4 separate regions of the Zea mays genome follow, and all the other regions are linked to region 1. The links are chromatin contacts, called in public Hi-C maps. All regions are on one chromosome and are shown on one strand. The core of a region is the stretch at or near the end of the contact, and the rest is flanking DNA. Distances in the headings are between cores, read along the strand shown.

Region 1 (2,939 bases), core at 24-2,523:
GCTAATGATGCTCTTCCCTCTGTCTCATCGTACCTCCTAGTATGTCGTGCACACATTACTAGGGTCTTAGGATTGCGACACGCCTGACTTAGAGCCCTCAAGTGCTCTGTAGGTAAGGTAGTGTGTTTCAAGCCATGTAGTGTCACATGTCCCACATTTAATGTGTTGTACCTTTATATTTGTCTATTACAATATTGCTTTATGACACTCCTTGGTCCCATATGGCCCCAACGGGTCCCTATTATTCATACGACCCTTGGTAATCCAAGTGTATTGCCATATCCACACCCCAAGGCGTGAGAGGCCCTGCGATCTTATTCAATAGGTGCCCAAAGCACAAAGGTCCTTGGAGGCTTATATGTTAGGTGCCCAAGGCATGAGGAGCCTTGGGGATTATCCACTAGGTGCCATGAGGTGCGAGGGGTCTCGAGAGCTTATATGTTAGGCGCCCTCGGACGTGAGAGGCTTTGAGGTATTATCCACTAGGAGCCCTGGAGCGTGAGAGGACACGAGATCTTTTTACTTGTCCTATGAAGCGCATGTCCAGAGTCTTATCTGTTAGGTGTCTCGAGGCTCAAGAGGCCCTAAGCTATTATCTCCTAGGTGCCCCGGGACATGAGGGTATAGAGAGTTTATCCGTTAGGTGTCCTAGAACGCGATGAGCTTCGAGGGCTTATCTCCCGGCCGCACCGAGGCATATATGAAGTATAAGGGCTAAGTCAATAATCAACTTAGATGCGTGGGACCTTTTGATCAGAATCTTTGACCACGTCTTGGCAATAAGGATATATCTTTCTCTATATATACACTCACTAGTGATAAAAATAACATAGAAAAAGGTAAACTTCAAATTTAATTACACTTTATATGCTGCCCCTGGATAAACAATGGAACTAGCAAGGACCTGTAGCGACAGTGGCTTGCGTAACGCTCATACACTGCTCGTGCATGTAGCGTCATCGACTGTTTGCGACAATATACCTAGTGGTGAAATTTTATTTTTGTGAAATTGACTACAAAAGGTGTATTTAACAATGAGCTTAGCCAAAAACTTATATATACATATCGACCCATATGTTTATTAATTTGATGAAATCCACTGGACAATGCATAGCATAGTCGTTATTAGTCATTTAAAAAGTTATAAGCATCACTAATATTCTTTTATCACAGCACTTTCCAAAAGGCAAGAGAACACACGATTCCTAGCTATAGTTCCCACATCAAAGCCCAGCTCATTAAGACCCAACCCGACCAAGCAGACCGCGTCTCGCGCCCACACCAACCCCCTCCGACCGCACCAATCTCCGCCCCCGCATTCTGTCGAACACCTCGTCTTCGCTCGCACCGACCCCACCGCACCGCACCTCCACCAACAACACCACCAGTCCACCACCACCCACCTCCCACATGTGCACACGCGCCCACCTCCCGTCCACCACCGCTATATATCCCGGCGCCCCTTCCTCCCTCCCCCGTCCTTCCCTCCGCCTCCGCCTCCGCCCCCGCCCCCGCCCACGCCCACTCCTCGCTGCCACCACTCCTGTCACCTCTTCCCGCGCCGACGCAGCCGCCATGGACCCCGTCGCCACATGGGGGCTAACCCCGCTCGCGGGCGCCGACCCGGAGATCTACGACCTCCTGGAGCGCGAGAAGCGGCGCCAGCGTCGCGGCATCGAGCTCATCGCCTCCGAGAACTTCACCTCCTTCGCCGTCATGGAGGCGCTCGGCTCCGCGCTCACTAACAAGTACTCCGAGGGCATGCCCGGCGCCCGCTACTACGGCGGCAACGACGTCATCGACGAGATCGAGAACCTCTGCCGGTCACGCGCGCTCGCTGCCTTCCACCTTGACGCCGCGTCCTGGGGCGTCAACGTGCAGCCCTACTCGGGCTCCCCCGCCAACTTCGCCGCCTACACCGCGCTGCTCAACCCGCACGACCGGATCATGGGGCTCGACCTTCCCTCCGGCGGACACCTCACTCACGGGTACTACACGGCCGGCGGTAAGAAGATCTCCGCCACCTCGATCTACTTTGAGAGCCTGCCGTACAAGGTGAGCGCCGCAACGGGGTACATCGACTACGAGAAGCTCGAGGAGAAGGCACTTGACTTCCGCCCCAAGCTCATCATCTGCGGTGGCAGTGCGTACCCGAGGGACTGGGATTACGCCAAGCTCAGGGCCGTCGCCGACAAGGTCGGGGCCCTGCTGCTCTGCGACATGGCGCACATCAGCGGGCTCGTCGCCGCGCAGGTACAACATTCATTGATTACAACAATCTCGATTAACCAGTTAGTTCCATGAAATTGGATCTTTATGTTGTGCAGTCCTGTTGAAATGGCGATGGATGGTACATGTGGTGGTTTAGATTCTACTTGGGATCTAATTTAGGCAATTAATTCTGGTGGCCGATCGAAATGTTGGATTGTTTAACTGAATATTATAGATCTGAGTGTTTATGAATATTTATATGGATGCTGTATGTCTGTCGTTTTGTGCATCACCTTGGATTGTTTAATCACATAATATAGATCTGAGTGTTTTGCAAGTTAAATGATTTAGGAACATTTTATATGGATGCTTGCTGTCTGTCGTTTTTTACATTGCCTTGTTTTGTATATACCAAAATGTGGCTTGCAGTCATGGAAATGGATATTTTTGGCTTGCTTTAGTTCGTGTAAAAATATATTCCTTTGATGGTGATAGATCTGCTGTTCCATTTATTTTGGTGTTTTGGATTATTCTCAATGGATATGAACCTGTGTACTCAGATAGTCACCGTACCAATTGAAACCTTTGCACGAGGTCTTAACAATTTTTACTCTTTGACGACAATATATAAGAGAACTCGTGCTTAGTGTGCTTTAGCAAATCACACTGCGCATCTTTGTGTACATTATTGCTTATCAAATTTGGGTCCATGCATGTTAACGTCACAG
Region 2 (3,331 bases), core at 209-2,708, 340 kb before region 1:
TTCGTAGTTAAGAATAGAAAATGTGCAGCAAGACACTAAAAATACATAGACTAACCGAAACATGTATTGATCTGAAAATACGTGTCAAATCTACATACAGACTAAGTAAACAGGGTGCAAGAAATTATTAGCTATGATGACATAGTGTCGTCAAATCCACCAAACATGCAAAACACATCACATGGACCAAACACGTATAAAATATTTGAAGTAGCTAACAATAATTTTTATTTTGACCGATAGATAAGCAACACCATAGACCAGGATCCAGATCCAACAGAAAACAACAACAATGAGAAACGCTAAATCCACAACAACAACAATGCGATTTAGGTCAAGTAACTGGAACCAAACATATAACAGCAGCCGAATCTGGCTACACAAAAAAGACCTAAAATATCCCGAGATGCTTCGCCTTCTACAATCAATCCCAAAAATCAGGTCCTGTCTAACAGAGATCTGAAGATCCAAATACTAGGTAAAAATTACTAACCATCTAGCAACCAATAAACAAGAACGTCTAGCAGCCGAATCTGAAGATACACAAGAGTTTAACCATAGCAGTGAGATACTGAGATATAAAGCAGCGGCATCAATAAACAAGTAAATCTCACACTGCTAGTCATGCAGGATCTAGATCCACACAACAAGAACGTCAGATCTGAAAGGAAATGGATCCAAAGAAAGGCAAGCAAGAATCACCTTGCTCTTGGTGACGGAATCGTTGACGTTAATGGCAGGGAAGAGGAGGGCGCCGGTCTCCTGCATCTGGTAGAGCCTCTTGACACCCGTGGTGGTCTCCTCAGAGACGCCGACAAGCCTCTCCTTCATCTTGCGGTACTTCTTGGGGTCAGCCTTGAGCCCGTCGCGGATGATGGTGAGCACGATCTTGAACTCAGCGTTGTCGGTGGACTCCGGGTCGGGGATCTTGCCGGTCTTCTCGTAATCCTCCTCGGCCTTGACACCCTCGTGGATGAGCAGCGTGGCGTCGCCGCCGTCGTCGACGATGAGGTCGGGGCCGCCCGCCTCGCCCCAGTCGAGGCAGCGCTCGGTGCACCACCAGTACTCCTCGAGGGTCTCCCCCTTCCAGGCGAACACGGCGGCCGAGTCGCGCGCGATGGCGGCGGCGGCGTGGTCCTGCGTGGAGAAGATGTTGCAGGAGCACCAGCGGACCTCGGCGCCGAGCGCGGTGAGGGTCTCGATGAGGACGGCGGTCTGGATGGTCATGTGGAGAGACCCCGAGATCCTAGCGCCGGCGAAGGGCTTGGACGGGCCGAACTCGGCGCGGCACGCCATGAGGCCGGGCATTTCGACCTCGGCCAGCTCAATCTCGAGGCGGCCGAAGTCCGCCTGCGAGAGATCCTTGACCTTGTACTCCCGTCCAGACGAGGTCTTCTCCACAGAGAGCGCCATGGCGGCAGAGGAGGGAGAACTCGCGAATTGGATCTGGGAGATGGGGAAATGGAACGGGAGTGAGGGAGAAGACGGCGCGGTTGGGAGGCAGGGGTGGGGAGGGTTTTATGGGAAGAGACGACGGCGCCAGACCGTTGGTTTGCGGACGCGGCGATTAGCGGCCGTCGGATCTGGGCGGGGGATTGGTGGGGGGTTGGTGAGTCGCCATACCGGAGTGCCGTTGGTGGGTGAAGACGTCAGGTGAGATGCGCGGATCTGAGACATTGGTGACCAATGATGGAATCAATCTATTTTATATAAGTTCGTGCATTATGAGTTTATTTTATAAATTTAGTGAAATGAACTTATTTTTTTAATTATCACTAATTATTACCAAATAAAGGAAATAGTGACGGATAAAACCATTATATTTTACAAACCAAACAAGAAAGTGAGGAGTGAGAAGATAATAGACTAACTTATTCCTCAAACCAAACACGTTATACATATACTGACACATCTCGAGACTTGGTTCGCAAAAACACCCTCCGATTTCTCAAAATAAACAGTGGTCCAATTAAAAATACCTGCTCTCCCGTCACACAGCCCGATTCATGCTTCATCCTCTCTCATTCTCCTTGCTCTCCTCTTCCAGCCGTCGCCGCCACCACCATTGGTCGTCGCACCTCCACTCCTCCCTGTCCTCTCTTCCAGTGGCACAGATTGGACGGATGAACTCACCTACTACCACGATAGTGTAATACCCCTTTCTACTTCTAGAAACCGGTCATTATTCCACTAATGGATTACAAACAAAATATTATCAAAATACTACCCAAACCCTAACACCAAAAGGTAGCAATATCACCAGGCCTTACATCCCCCTTCAAATCTTGCTTCTCCTCAAGCAAGAACAGCTAGAAAACGAGCCTTCAAGACATGGTAATCTTCCCATGTTGCAAGATCTGGAGATGGACTGGTCCACCTAACCAGAACCTGAGTAATGGTTGCATTCCCCTTCTTAACCAATCTTCGGTCTAGCACTTTACCTGGCTCAACATTCTCTAGATCCACCATAGCAGGAAGGTTCTTGAACACCGGTGTATAACGAGGCACAAAGGGCTTTAGCTGTGACACATGAAACACTAGGTGTATTTGAGAGTCTGCTGGTAGATCCAACTTGTAAGCCACTTCCCAATTTTCTCCAACACCTTGTATGGTCCAAAATATCGAAAAGAAAACTTTGGACATTGTTTGCTAACCACAGACTGTTGTGTGTAGGCTATAACTTGAGCAACACCTCTTCTTCAATTTGAAATCCCTAGGCAACCTTCTCATATCAGCATAATGTTTAAACCTTTGTTGGACTTTCGTCAAATGTTCCTTGAGCATAGAACTATGCACTGCTATCTGTTGCACCACATCTCTAGAAACCACATCTTCATCACCCTTCATAGATCGTGCCAGATCATAGAAGCATCATATCCATACAAAGCCTTGAAAGGAGAACATCTCAAAGACACATGATATGATGTGTTATACCAAAACTCTGCCAAAGCCAACCAAGTTTTCCATTTCTGTGGATTTTCAGAAGCAGCACATCTAAGATACATCTCTAGACTTTGATTCACTCTTCACTTTGACCATATGTTTGAGGATGGTAGACGGTGCTAAGAGCCAACTTCATCTCCAACAACTTGAACAAATGATTCTAGAAGTTACTTGTGAAGATCTTATCTCTATCACACACAATTGACTTAGGGAGCCCATGAAGCTTAACCACATTATCAAGTATCACTTGTGCCACACCTTGAGTTGTGAAAGGATGCTTAAGTGGAAAGAAGTGGGTATACTTTGAAATTTGTCCACCACCATAATAATTGTGTGAAAACCTTCTAACTTGGGGCAGTTTTTCAATGAAATCCATAGAAATGTCCTC
Region 3 (3,015 bases), core at 132-2,631, 470 kb before region 1:
AGCAGCAGCTCGGCCCGCATGTCTTCGGTCTCCTCCTCTCTGTCTCCGTGCGTGCCGGTCGCTATCTGTATGGTACTAATGAGGGCATGTACAGTGAAGAGATACCAAAACGGTTCTCCAACCACAGAAGACAACTAAGAGACTCTATTATACAATGGAGTGTCTCTAAACGTAGTCTATTAATAAATACAGAATTAAATGTATTTGTATAGCATCAGATCGATAGAACAGACGACAAATTCGTACAGTGGGAAGTGAGGCGTCTGTTGTTACTTGGTTTACGAGCCAGAGGCGTCTCTTCACGGAGAGACGGCTCTAAGTTTTTTTTTGCAAATAACCCACTAAAACACTTTAAGAGCCCCCACATTAAACACCACTGTACATGCCCTGAAAAGCCAAAGGTCCAATTGTATCTTTAATGATTCGATCCACTAGCTAACCACCTGATGACACTACTACTATTGCAACATCTGGAATAGCTGGGTACAGTCCTGAAAGTCTGGGCCGTGCCCAATGGGCCGGCCCGAGCACGACCCGCGAAAAATGAAACAAAGCACGGCCCGACACGGCAGATTTAAAATCGGGCTAGCACGGCACGAATCGCGGGCTGGGCCGTGCTTGAAATGTCAGCCCGTCGTGCTACGAGGCCCGGCACGTCGCTGTGGGCCGGGTTCGTGCCGGCCCGGCACGAAACAGCACGGTGATTCACCGCACACCGCAGATCCAGTTACGCAGGCTCATTCGGTCATTCATCTAACGGCTACCGCACGCGATTAGGGTTTCCTGTTTCCTACCACTCCCCTCCGTCGGCCGCCGCCATCTATTCATCTACAGCACGCCCAGCGGCCTAGCCGCCCAGCTTCCGGCTCCAGCGGCCAGCGGCGGATGAGTTCACGAGCTGCTCAACTCCATGGCTGGCCGGTGATCGTGGATTCCAGCTACTCGTTCCTTTCTCTCGTTGTTTGCTCGGTTGGTGCTGGAGGCCGACGCCTTCTCCGGTTCTCCCTCTGCTGGTGCTGGAGGCTGGCCGCTGGAGACCGCTGGAGCGCCGTCGCAGCCGGCAGCGTCCACGAGCTAGAGCGCAGCCGCAGCGTCCACGTCTTCTCCCTCTGCGGATGAGTTCACGAGCGTGCCGTGCCTGGGCTAGCACGGCCCGATGAAAGCCCACCGTGTTTTAGGGCCGTGCTGGGCCTTATTTTTACTCACCAGGCCCGGTAAGGCACGGCCCGATTCTATTTCGTGCTTGCTAGGCCCGACTAACTGAGGCCCGAAGCACGGCGGGCTCGTGCCGGGCCGGCACGGCACGGCCCAAGTTGCAGCACTAGCTGGGTATGTGTATGCACAGCTTGCAAATTATATGACCTACAGTAAACAGACGTACATGTGTCGCCGTGTGGTTGGTCATTGGCGTGTGATGGAGCCTCCTGCATGTCGGTCGGGCTGATGGTCTCGTATGTTCCGCTCACCTAGTCACGTGTTCAAGCAAATTGACGTGTTCATTCGATTTAATCTTAGGTGCCGTTTGGGTTTACGTATTTACTATTAACTTGTAACGTTAGATCATATTTATTTAAGTTCAAACGTGATAAGATATCACACTAAAAATAATATCGATCTATTTAAACTTGTTACTACTATTACTTATGCTCGAGTGTGAATAATTATTGTTATCATTTACGTTATATTTCGTTAACCAAACAGTAACAAGTGAATTCTCTAACGTTGGCTTTCTATCAGCCCCGGTCCTATGATTTTGAGGGCCCCCATGCGAACTCATCGTTGTAGGCCCTCTAGACTATAAAAAAATTCTATATTATGCAGCAGAACATATTAATACTTCATAAATAAATGATGATGTGTATTGAAATTAGTTTTTTTAAAAAAATCTAAGAAGCTAGATAATATACATTGATACAAATTAGCACTTCGCAGGTTGAAAAATAAGAATGACGATCGCCGAATAACTTAAATTATGATTGCTCGACCATGCGTGTCTGGAGGCTAGCGCAGTGGTGCCCAGCTCCCTGGAATTCTAGAGGGTTGGATCGGCGAGATGGCGAACGATGATCACGTTGAGAGTGTGGTCTCATAGACGCTCTGGGACGTGAGCGTGACGACTAGGCAGTGGGCAACGCGTGCCACGTTGTCCGTGTGCGTGGTGCATTCGTGTGCTTAGCCCTCCCGTCCTGTTGGTTACCTATATTATTGTACTACTAGCATATAACTCGTACTAACGCTATGTTCCTGTGAAGAGGAGGAGAGGGGTGGACGATGACGGTGGTAGCACGAGGGGATGGATTGATGGCGGTGGGAACGCGAGGAGAGGAGGGCCAAAGGATGATCAAATACTACTGTTCGTTAGATTTGAGTGAGAAAAATAGATGATGTTATTTCACGATATAAACCGTTAATTTTGATGTTATGTTAAATATGAGTGCAATTTGTTTGATGGATTTCGTAAATATTACAGATGTGTGGGTTATTTGATTGAATGAGTTTTGTAAAGTATAAACTAGTGTATTATATAGTGTTATAGATACTAAATATTAGGCCCCTAATAATTTTGGGCCCCGGCCGTCGCCTCCCTTGCATTCACATACCGTATGATTGGATGGGTGTTTGCGCGCAGCCTGGCTCACGGCAGCCTGGTCTGCCGCATACGAGCGATTTTTGCGTTTCTGCAGATGCAATTAAATAAGCCTACAATGCACCGGTGCGTGCGAGTTCGGCCTCCTAGATACACTATGTGTTTGGTTGCCCGTACTAGGAGAGCCAGACTCTTTAGACGCATTGACTATGGATCAGCACGTGTTTGGTTTGTTGTATCTAGGAGGCCGAACTCGCACGCACCGGTGCATTGTAGGCTTATTTAATTGCATCTGCAGAAACGCAAAAATCGCTCGTATGCGGCAGACCAGGCTGCCGTGAGCCAGGCTGCGCGCAAACACCCATCCAATCATACGGACAACAAACCAAACACGTGCTGATCCATAGTCAATGCGTCTAAAGAGTCTG
Region 4 (2,955 bases), core at 353-2,852, 440 kb before region 1:
AATTTCATCCATCCAAAAAAAAACCGAGTCATCTCATCCGCTTAAACAAACGGACTACTTAAGATGATCATATTCGTATCCAAAAGTATGCACGGCATGATTCCATCTACCTTCACCTAAAGCAGAAACACGGCCATAGGTCACTCATAGCCCCTGTTTGTTTCAGCTTTTTGCAGCTTCTGGCCACCAAAAGCTGCTGCGGACTGCCAAACGCGTCAGCTTTCAACCAGCTTTTATAAAATTCGTTTAGGTAAAAACTATTCAAAATCAACATAAACATATAATCGGTTGATTTGTTGCAATAGTAGGAATCCGTCACTTTCTAAATCCTAAGCCCTATGAACATCTTTATCTTCCTCCGCACGTAATTCTAATAATACTTAGATTTTCCCCACAGCCAGATTCTCCTCACAGCCAGATTCTCAGAAAAGCTGGTCAGAAAAAAGCTGAACCAAACAGCACAATAGTCAGTCGACATCAGGCGATTTACACATGCCTTAGCCACTAAGCTCCTTCGCTGCCAAGTAGCGCGCGGCAGCCAAAAAGCTCCCCCCTTCCTTCCTTCCTTCCCGGCACCTGAAAAAAATCTCTGCACCGCACCAAAAAAGTTGCTACCGAGCACAACATGCCATCGGCCGGCCCCAGTACTGTTTGTTATTAACGTACAGTGAAAGCTCATTACAACAAGTTTAAACAGTTAAGAAGAGGAGCATCAATGTCTACGACGCAGGACAGACAGTACTGTGAACCATTGACTTTGTTTACGATACTGAAAAAAAAACATACTTTTTTGTTTGTTCGGGCGGCAGAGGGAGTTTTTTTATTCGAAGTATGATCCAGCGAACTAGCCAATACGTTAAGAAGAAGCGCTAATAAACAAGCGTAAAACCGAGGTAAATTCCCTGTGGATCACGACAGAGCGAGTCTCTCTCTCTCACGAAGGACAGGAGCTACTGCAATTCACTCGTTGCAGGCAGGAGCTACCGCACTCACTCACTCCATCAGGAGCAGTCGTCGCGCACGGCGGCGGCGGTCATCCGGAAGGCGCGGTCCCAGGCGTAGCGGAAGCGCGCGTCGGCGCCGGGCTCGATCCGGCGGCCGTCGGCGACGAGGTAGTCGCGGCCGGCGCGGCGGAACAGGCGCGGGTCCACGGGCACCGAGCTGGCGAAGCCCTCGGAGCGGAGGCGCACGGCGCGGACGGCGCAGCGGCAGGCGTTGCTCACCGTCACCTCGAACACCGGGTCGTACCCGGCCCTGTCGCCCGTGTTGGACTGCGACACCGTCACGCTCGACGCCGCGCACCCGGTGGTGGTGGCGGGGGTCGGGGTCGTCGTGTTCGCCGCCGCTGGCCGAGCCCCTGCACACGCACCACACCGCCGCCGTGCCATGTGGGTCAACAACCGCCACAGCCACCGCCACCACCATGCGGCCGGAAGAATCGCAGCAGCATAGAAGCTGTGTTATATACCTTGCGCTTGGACGAGGAACAGGAGGAGCGCAGGGAGGACAACCAGAACCAGCAGCTTGACGGAGGCGGACGACGACTGTGCCATAGGTTCTTTCTTCTTTCTGTGCACAAAGAAAGATTGTGGGTTCTGGGTCTTGTTGTGGCATGGAACGGTGCCTGTGATGCTACCCGGCCCCATTTTATAGAGCCAGCCACGACGACGTTGCATGCACAGCCCAGCCCAGCCCTGTCCTGTCCAGTTGCAGCTTGCAGGAGCCTTTACAAACTTGGCACTTGTGTTATTTGCTTTACGGCACACCTCTTTTGACGAAACTAACAACAATGAAAAGGCTTTAATACCCAGAGTAAGTAGTGCTTTGATCCTGGTGGACGGGCGGGAGCTACCTTTTCGACCTTGCTTGTAAAAAGAGTTTCGTATGTGTGTGTGTTTTATGGGCTCTAAAAGGATTGTTGTGAATGATGAGCATTGCGCTGTCTCCAAATGCCTATCTGGGAGCTGAGATTATCTCAAGCTTTCGTGCCATCATCACTCACATGAAAAGGATTAGCCGTCGTGTCGAGGTTATAAAAAGAATTATTACAATAAAGAAATGGCAAATGCTATAAAAACTGCCAAGTTCAGGGGGGTGTTTCAGCAACAAGCGGTTCAGATGTGTAAGAGTCCCTGAACTATCTTCAAACACGACACTCTCAGAGCCAATAGCCAGTCGATCAGTCAACTAGCTTCACACAACTAGGCTAGCACCATTGTTGCTGCAAGGGCAAGGCAATTTCCAGGCAGTTGTGTGGGTCTGAAGCTGACAGTTCATACTATACTAGCCACACGTCTGAGCCCTTGCGTCTGTTTCCGAGCACTGTAGTACGTATGGTCCACACGCTCGCATGTCTGGTGAGTCAACTGGCGAGTCTTCTTAGAATATCCATCGTTCCCATCCCTCTCTCAAAGCATCCAGCGGAGCAGTCAAGCTCCTAGCAGAGTCGTCGCCGAGTGTACTGAAGAGATAAGATTACTTGGCAGGCATTAATCTGACCTGTTTTTTTAACTGTCACCCTACTAAACTCTTCGCAAGACTTTTGGTTAGAACAACCAAATATTATGTCATCGACGTATATTTAGAATATAAACAAATCACCATCAACTGTCATAGTGAAAAGAGTAGGATCAACTTTTCCGATCTTGAAAGCATTAGAAATAACAAAATCTCTAAGACATCCATACCATATTTGGTGCTTGCTTAAGCCCCTAGAGAGCTTATAAATATGATCGGGATATCTTTCATCACTGAAGCCAGGGGTTATTCGACGTATACCTCCTCCTTGATTGGCCCATTAAGGAAGGCACACTTCACGTACTTTTGAAAGAGCTTAGAGTAATGGTGAGTAGCATAGGCTAATAAAATTTGAATAGACTCTAGCCTAGCTACAGGAGCAAAAGTCTCCTCAAAATCCAAACATGCGACTTGGGCATAACCTTTTGCCACAAGTCT

What was found. A called contact is a pair of places that touch in the nucleus more often than the background predicts.
Region 2: a contact with region 1 is called in a Hi-C map of bundle sheath, with 7 times the contacts expected there. The contact joins the promoter of LOC100282150 here to the promoter of LOC100192461 in region 1. A contact is called at or near these places in 6 of 25 Hi-C or Micro-C datasets (bundle sheath, endosperm, leaf and 1 more) and 1 of 3 datasets of contacts at active chromatin or transcription factors (leaf).
Region 3: a Hi-C map of ear shows a contact between it and region 1, with 4 times the contacts expected there. The contact joins the enhancer-like site here to the promoter of LOC100192461 in region 1. A contact is called at or near these places in 2 of 25 Hi-C or Micro-C datasets (ear and tassel).
Region 4: a Hi-C map of leaf shows a contact between it and region 1, with 5 times the contacts expected there. The contact joins the promoter of LOC100193759 here to the promoter of LOC100192461 in region 1. A contact is called at or near these places in 2 of 25 Hi-C or Micro-C datasets (leaf and tassel).

Annotation. Positions count from the first base shown.
Region 1 is chr4:22,484,198-22,487,136 of Zm-B73-REFERENCE-NAM-5.0, reverse strand. It overlaps LOC100192461, which reads left to right and starts at 1,273. Exons shown (of 4, transcript NM_001137681.2): 1 at 1,273-2,253. The coding sequence starts at 1,411.
Region 2 is chr4:22,828,809-22,832,139 of Zm-B73-REFERENCE-NAM-5.0, reverse strand. LOC100282150 (adenosylhomocysteinase) reads right to left here and starts at 1,458. Exons shown (of 3, transcript NM_001155062.2): 1 at 703-1,458. The coding sequence starts at 1,413.
Region 3 is chr4:22,950,112-22,953,126 of Zm-B73-REFERENCE-NAM-5.0, reverse strand. No RefSeq gene overlaps it. Among protein-coding and RNA genes, the nearest start is that of LOC100193759, 28 kb to the right of the region's middle. Within about 2 kb of position 1,381, at least 15 of the 20 cell types and tissues checked have an H3K27ac peak or open chromatin away from gene starts, as enhancers often do. A contact at or near this core is called in ear and tassel, where this site is marked.
Region 4 is chr4:22,922,566-22,925,520 of Zm-B73-REFERENCE-NAM-5.0, reverse strand. It overlaps LOC100193759, which reads right to left and starts at 1,602. Exons shown (of 1, transcript NM_001138845.1): 1 at 611-1,602. The coding sequence starts at 1,425. The coding sequence ends at 994.